Regions from separate parts of the Sus scrofa genome. Here region 1 is linked to region 2. A link is a contact called in public HiChIP or PLAC-seq data. All regions are on one chromosome and are shown on one strand. Each heading gives the region's core, a stretch centred on a gene start, on an enhancer-like site or on the middle of the called end of the contact. The rest is flanking DNA. Distances are from core to core; before and after follow the strand shown. Region 1 holds the start of MRPL58 (mitochondrial ribosomal protein L58). Region 2 holds the start of SUMO2 (small ubiquitin-like modifier 2).

The links. HiChIP or PLAC-seq counts read pairs in DNA pulled down with a chosen protein or histone mark.
Region 1: an H3K27ac HiChIP or PLAC-seq map of alveolar macrophages shows a contact between it and region 2. The contact joins the promoter of MRPL58 here to the promoter of SUMO2 in region 2. A contact is called at or near these places in 1 of 5 promoter capture datasets (fetal liver) and 1 of 2 datasets of contacts at active chromatin or transcription factors (alveolar macrophages).

What each region holds. Positions count from the first base shown.
Region 1 is chr12:6,263,814-6,267,429 of Sscrofa11.1, reverse strand. MRPL58 (mitochondrial ribosomal protein L58) reads left to right here and starts at 1,565. Exons shown (of 6, transcript NM_001244295.1): 1 at 1,565-1,772. The coding sequence starts at 1,587.
Region 2 is chr12:6,114,732-6,118,654 of Sscrofa11.1, reverse strand. SUMO2 (small ubiquitin-like modifier 2) reads right to left here and starts at 1,961. Exons shown (of 4, transcript NM_213984.1): 1 at 1,855-1,961; 2 at 124-255. The coding sequence starts at 1,875.

The DNA.
Region 1 (3,616 bases), core at 316-2,815, 150 kb before region 2:
CCCAGGCTCAGAGCAAAGATGCCATGAAATGGTGCTCATTTTATTATTTATAATCCCTGAGCTGTCGACCTGGGCCAGTCCCTGGCTTTGCTCCCCTGAGCAGCTTTTTCCAGTCACCATGGAGACGCCTCTGTTCCCTCTGAGGTCTTGAGACTAAGTCGGGCAGGGAGGGTCCCCGGAGACTCCCCTTTCAGCCTAGAGACCAAAAGGCGCATGTCAATTGCCATTCCCTTCCTAGTTTGGGTTTACAAAGCCCCAGCTCCACAAGCATTTTTTCCCTCCTCCAGAATTTGCCTGTATCAATGAGGCTAAGACGGTAAAGCCTGGACTTGATGACAATCTCCTATTTCAAACAGCCAGCATTCCCAGGGGCATGTTTTTCTAGGTAATTATGCTTTTCCTAAAAATAGAACCTGCCATTAAGAAACAGCCACCAGTGTTACTAATAATCACTAATGTTCATTGAGCTGTTTCTATTTGCCAAACCGCCTCTCAGCAAAGCAACTTAGCTAACGCTTAACTGTTTCCAAACATTGCTCTATTTTGAACCTTTCTCAGAGTTAGAACCTCTCAGTTTTGAAGTTCATTTCTTCCTCTCTTTTCTTTTCTTTTTTTTTTTTTTTTTTCCACACCCGCGGCATGGGGAATTTCCAGCCAAGAATCAAACGCATGCTACAGCAGTGACCCCAGCCACTGCAGTGACAACACAGGATCCTTAACCCGCTGAGCCGCAAGAGAACTCCTGGTTTTCCTAACAGCCCTGTAAAAAGAATCTCTACCTACTTCCCCATTCTCCCCTTTTCTCCTGGCTAGGAGAAACTGCATCATGCTCCACAAAGCGGGGGTGGGGCTTCACTTTTTTAAATACGTCTTTTTCAACCCGCCCACCTCTCTCCTTCCATCGGGTATTTGCCTTCACACAGGTGTTCAGCAGGGATTTGCTTATAGGTTGCCTTGTGAATGAGCCTGAAGTCATAAACTCAGCTCTAGCGGAACTCAACTTTCAAAAACGCATTTCCTCTTATCAATATTTATTGAGCACCTATGATATGCCAGGTTCTGGATACTGGGGATCCAGCGGTGAGCCAGTGCCCTCCTGGTGGTTATTCTTGCTGGGAAACAGGCAATAGAAAAGTTTGAGCGATGTGAAAGGAAAACAAAAAACAAAAAACGTGGAAAAGAGTAAAGGCGATGGAGATGAACTAGGGCAGGCCCCGCCGATGCTGCGAGATTTGAGGGGAAGAGCGGTCCAGGAGGGCACAGACTGAAAAGGAGAGAAGCGGTGTTTCTGGGGGACACGACATCCGGGGGCTCTTTGCACCAGGAGGCGCCCTTGAGAGCTCGCTGTCTGGCCAACGTTTTTCCCACCGCGGCAGGTGCCCTCAGATCACCAACCAGGCCTCCCGGAGGCGGCCGATGGGAAGCCTCTAATATGCTCCGCGTGAGACCAACGCCGGGATGGATCTGAGCTCGCCTTCTTCCGACCGCAGAAGATCAAGGCCACGCGGAACCAAAGTCCCGAGGAAAGCGCGAGCCCGCGGACCGCGGAAGGAAGCGCCCACCGGAAGCGGCCCAGAGATCCCAACATGGCGGCCGCCCGGTGCCTGCGCTGGGGCCTGAACCGAGCCGGAGCCTGGCTGCTGCCGTCGCCCACGCGCTATCCCCGCCGCGCTCTGCACAAACAGGTAGAGGGCACCGAATTCCAGAGCATCTACAGCCTGGACAAGCTCTACCCCGAGTCGCGGGGCTCGGACACCGCCTGGAGGCTCCCGGTGAGCCGGGAGGGCAGGGCGGAAGGGGTGTTTCCTCGACTCCGCTGGTGAAGGCAGGAAGCCGGGGCCGGATTGGCCCGGCGTGCAGCTAATCCTAGGGGCTGATGCACGCAAATGTGGCGGTCGCGGCGGGAGGAGGCTGGTTGCCCTAGCAACCGGGAACTGGGCTGGCTTGGGCGGGTGGCGGCGTCGCGCGTTGCTCGAGGTGTGCCGGCCCGGGGAGAGTGCACGGGGTGTGCTTCTTATGAGACTTTAGCTTTTCTGGTTTCATTCCCCGTCCCTCAGGCGCAAATTCTTGTCTCAAGGCAAAATTGACCTCCACAGTGGACAATTAAGGCAGGAAGCTGCCAAGTTGCTCTCTTTTGGAACCTTCTGGCAAATTATACTGTCCTTAGCCTCTAGGAACCCCAGCACGCCTGAGAAAACAGAGCTTCAAGTTGGTTTCCTCAGGATGCCTTTATTGACAGCCTGCTGTATGCAGGTGCTGCAGCAGGGCCCAGAGCAGGAGAGATGGGACCCACTCATTCTACCGAGTTTTCACCCACAGGACTGAAAGAGAGCAGTTCATTCATTCCTTTGTTCATTCACTCATTCAACAAACGTCTGTTGAAAGCATGTTGTGTACTCCGTGCTAGGCATGGGGTAGAACAAAACACAAAAATTCTAATGCAGGAGTTGTCTTGTTGATGCAGCAGGTTAAGGATTCCACGTTGTCACTGCAGTGGCTTGGTCACTGCTGTGGTGCAGGTTCAGTTCGTGGTCCAGGAACCTCCACAAGCTATGGTCTTGGCCCCCAAAAAAGAAAAAAAAATACTAGTGCAGTGCTAGTTGACTTATCTGCTTAATGGAGGGAGACAGGCCACAAATAGAGTCAGTAATACGAAGTATGTGAGATGGTGATAAGTACTTTAGAGAACATAAAGCCTGGAAGGAAGAAGGAGGTAGGGGTATGCAGTGTTGCAGTTTTAAGTAGGATGGTCTGTGAAGGTGACATTTGCGTAAGAACCTGGAAGAAGCAAGGCTGCAAGCTATGAGAAGAGTGAGAAGAGGAGCATTCTGTGGAGGGAACAGCAGGTGCCACCACCCCTTTGCAGTAGCATGTTCCACTGGTTCAAGGAACAGCAGTCAGGCCAATGCAGCTGAGCAGGGCAGTCGGAGGAGATGAAGCGAAAGAGAAGAGGGCGGGGAGGAGGCCTGTTTATAGGGCTTACAGGCCTTTTTCGCTTTCCTCGGAATGTGATGGGGACCTCTTGGAGGGTTTGAGACCAAAGAGTGAGTGATCCAACTTAGTTGACAAAGATCACTCTTCTAGAGAATGGACTGCGAATGGCAGGAAGAGGATGACCGGTGAGGAGACTGCACCAATACAGGCAAGAGTTGATGAACAGGGTGGAAGCAATAGGAGCCGTGGGAAATGGTCAGGCTCTAGATAAATTCAGAAGGGAAAGGCTGCAGGGTTTGCTACTGGATTCTCTGTGAGACGTGAGACTAAGAGAGGAATTGAGGGCTGAAGCCTTGAGCAATGGAAGGGTTGAGTTGCCATGAAGTGAGATGAGAAAGTGGCAATAACTTTCACTCATTTGTCTGTTCATTCATTCAGCAAAAGGGTTCTCGTGCACCTACTGTGTCAGACACTCTTAAGCGCTGCACGTACAACCTTGATGAAACAGAGTTCCCTCTTCATGGAGCTTATGTTCTAGCAGAAGGAGCAGATATAAACAGATGGGGAAAACTATTAGGTAGTAGAAGCAGTGACTAGACCCAGGGGCTGTGATGTGCAGGCCAGGAGCTGCTTCAGACCAGGAGGAAGGACCGTCCTCTGTGAGGAGGCTTAAGGTGTAAGG
Region 2 (3,923 bases), core at 712-3,211:
TTCATTCTAGCAAAGACAGTCTATTGTCATATTACGCTAATCTAGTTTCTATTCTTAAGAAAATAAGGTTTGTTCTTTTAAAATAAGCTTTATTCAGTGGAAGTACACATGTCAATTCCTCACCTGTCGTTCACAATAGGCTTTCATTAGTTTACTAAGTGGTGTATGCCTCTTAATCTTAAACTGCACCACAGAACCATCCTGCCCCGCCACCTTCAAATTAATATGATCGTTGTTCTCAGTCTTGACTCCTTCCTGTTGAAAGAAAAAGAAAAGCATAATTTGGAAAATGTGGAAAACAAACACCATACAAAGCAGCAGCAGCCCAAGTTGCTTCGGAAATCAACAGGTTTCTCATTCTCTATGATAAAAGAATACAGTTGTTTTCAGCTGCTGAAATCAGTCTGAAAGATGAGAAATCCCAAAGCAACAATATTAAACAGCTGTCAGAGAAACACAAAAGCAGTCTACATCCAATACTATTCTTGTCAACAATCGATCTTCGAAGATAGGTCCCACTCAATTTACTGCAATGCCCTCTTGAATCTGAGTTTTTTTAATGACATATTTCATATCTCTCAGAATATACCTTTCCTCTAAAAAGATTAAAAACAAGCATCGTCTCTCTTCAAAGTACTTAAGAGTACAGAATGCAAGAAAAAAATCTAGAGCTTGCAATTCAAAACTCTAAGACGACTCTGTTAAAAAGTTACCAAATTCAGTTTAATAACAAACCTCAAAGTAGATTTAAAAAAAAAACCACCTTAATTGAAGAATATCCTTTGATTCTCTTCGAAGCAACGGTAATAACTCAGAACCACTATTATTGTTCGCCTCTACGAGCAGCTTCATTTTTGTTTATTTTTAGTTGGGAGCTTATTCTCCCCTCCCCTTTGTTGTCATGAGTCAAATGCTGTTATATTGCAAGTCTTCCTTGTAGATTTCGACCCAATCTGAAGTTTACCAAAATCAAGTATAGAAGGAACTCTGTTGCCCTTAAATCTCTTCAGAAGGGAGGCGGTGTCACAAAACAAACTCAAAGAAAGTAGCCCGTGTGCCAGGAAGAAGTGTGTGCCCTAGTCCTCCAGGGAGAAGCCTCCCAGCGCCTCAAAACCCGCGTTTAAAAAGTTAAGCCCTACAAAGTCTCTCTGCTCGTACATCTGCCTCCAACTTCTCAAAACCACATGGTCTCGGCAGCTTAGGGGTTATCTAGGACCCAAGGAAAAGCCCCTGCCCAGCCTCACCAAAAAAGTGGGAAATACTCCCCGGGAATCCCCAATCCCCGGCCCCTCACGACGGCCAGACGGGCATCCGGCTTCCAACCCATCGGCTGCTCATTGATTCGCCCCGAGCCTTCACCCGGCCAGGGCGGCCCGGGGCAGGGGTCCCCAGATGCCCGCGGCCCCGACCCCTGAGGGGGGAAGCCCGGGGCGGAGGGAACTCCCCGCCACCACCGAGGCGGCAACACCCGCCGCGGCCCGGCGCAGGGTCCGCGGAGGGTGGGGACACCGCGCGCCCTAACGCCCCTCGTCACGCGCGCCCGCCCGGCCGGGCCCGAGAAGCCCCGCTCGCGGCCGGTGGGCCCGCGGGCGTCCGCGATTTGCCCGCCCAACTCGCGCCCGGCGCGCACTCCGAGGCGGCCGGGGGCGGGGGAGGGCGGCGGGGCCTCCTCCGGCGCGGGAGGGAGGAAGAGGGGAGGGAGGAAAATGGCGCGGAGCGCCGGGGCCTGAGCCGCGGCCGCCCCGTGGGGGGCCCGGGAAGGCGCGGGGAGCCCGCGGCGGGCTCGGGCCGGACCCCGGCCCGCACCGTGACCCCGGCCGCGCGGCGAGGCGAGGAGGCCGGCGCCGAGCTCACCTTGGGCTTTTCGTCGGCCATGGCGAGCGCCGGAGTCTCCTCAGCTGCCGCTTCACAAAAGAGGTACCAGGTCCGCACCGAACGAGCACACAAGCAGCACCAGGAGCGGCAGAAGAAGGAGGCGGCAGCGGTGGAGGAGGGAGAGGGCGCGCGCACGTCGTGCGCTCCCTCCCCCCACCCTGCGTGCGCGAGCACGAGCCTCCGCAGCTTCTCATTGGTTGCCGCCTCGCGGGAGCGCGCAACGCTTACATAACCACCCCCACCCCCCGCCCCGCGCCGCCCTGGCCTGAGCCCGGCGCCCGCCAGGCCGGCGGGAAGAGGCGCGGACACGCGCACCCGGCCCGCCGCGGGGGCGCGCCTGGCTCTGGGCGGGGCTGTATTGTCCTCCTCCTGTGGTGGAGCTTAATCAAAATGGCTTCCAGCTGGTCCTCGGTGGGGACGAGGAGGCTTGAGGCCTAGACGTGAGGCACAAGCCGGGGAAGGCAGGCTGCCTAGACGAGGAAAGGGGAGCCTAAATCAGAGCCCAGCATGAAGTTCTGGGAAAAAAAAACCCTCTCAATCGGTGGCCCAGATGCAGTTTTCCTCAGGGTCAGAGGGACATCCCACTTCCAGCCAGCCTCTCATCCCTCGAATCTTAAATCCTCAGCCTCAACCCGCTTCCCACCGGGCTCTTGCCTTAGGGCCGTGACTACTTCCGTCGTGCTGGAAACCTTATACTTAGACTAGCTGAGGGGAAAGGTTCCTCCTACAGACTCCTTACGCATAGCCTGGCTTCCAACCTCCAAGAGGCCACAGAATCCGGAGAGAGAGGTACCCATTACCAAGGTTCCAAACCAGGCCATCGTTTCCTCCATCCATCTGGCTCAGAAATGGAAGTAGGTCCTTCCTGTCCTAGGAACAATCCTGACATTTGTGCCTTGGATCTCTCCTGCTCCTCTCAGAAGTTCGATTATTTCCTTTCTCTTGTATTTTCTTCCACTCCTACATTAGAATAGAAAAAGACTCAGAGAATTCCCATCTTCGCTCGGCAGAAACAAACCCGACTAGCATCCATGTGGACACAGGTTTGATCCCTGGCCTTGCTCTGTGGGTGTTGCCACGAGCTGTGGTGTAGGTCGAAGATGGGGCTCGGATCTGGAGTTGCTGTGGCTGTGGTGTAGGCTGGCGGCTGTAGCTCCCATTCGACCCCTGGCCTGGAAACCTCCATATGCCACCGGTGCAGCCCTTAAAAAAAAAAAAAAAAAAAAAGGACCAAAAAAAAGAAAAGAAAAAGACTGTCAATTCTAGTTCCTTCTGAAGTTATCGCCATATCTCTCTCCATTCTTGGCCAAACATCTTGAAAAATGTCCACTCCAGCTGTCTCCCCCCCCCTCACCTCCCACTCACTCCTCAATCCACTGCAATCTGGCTCCACAAAAACCTTCTGCAAGGTCACCACAGACTTCTTTGCTGAATCCAGGATGCATCCCAGTTCATCACTCCTTGTGACTTTGGGCTGACTCTGTCCTGTCCTTCATCAGTTTGCCTTTTTTTTTTCTCTTCCTCAGCCCTTCCCTTAAATGTTCCTTGGGTTTTGTTCTAGACCATATCTCTTTCCATTCTCTTCCCTCTCCTGGAATGATTTCACTCACTTCTATTACTTTCTATTTGCTAATGGTTCTCAAGTCCAGATTACTAGTCCAAATCTTTCTCTGAACGTCCAGTCTATAAATCCAACTGACTTCTGAACAGCTGCACTTGGATGTCCCAGGAGGCACCTCAAACTCAGCACATATCAACTAAAATTCCTTGATTTACTTCCCCAACTTGCCCTTCTCTTGCAAGTTCCTCATTCACTGTATGACCCGCCATTAAAACATTGCCCCAAGCAAAAAAGCCAGGGGGAATCGTTGACCCCTTTACATGATCCTCATAAAGGCAATCTCCAAATCTTGCCTATTCTACCTTTTTTTTTTTTTTTTTGGTCTTACCATTTCTAGGGCTGCTCCAACGACATATGGAGGTTCCCAGGCTACGGGTTGAATCGGAGCTGTAGCCATCAGCCTACACCAGAGCCACAGCAACGCGGG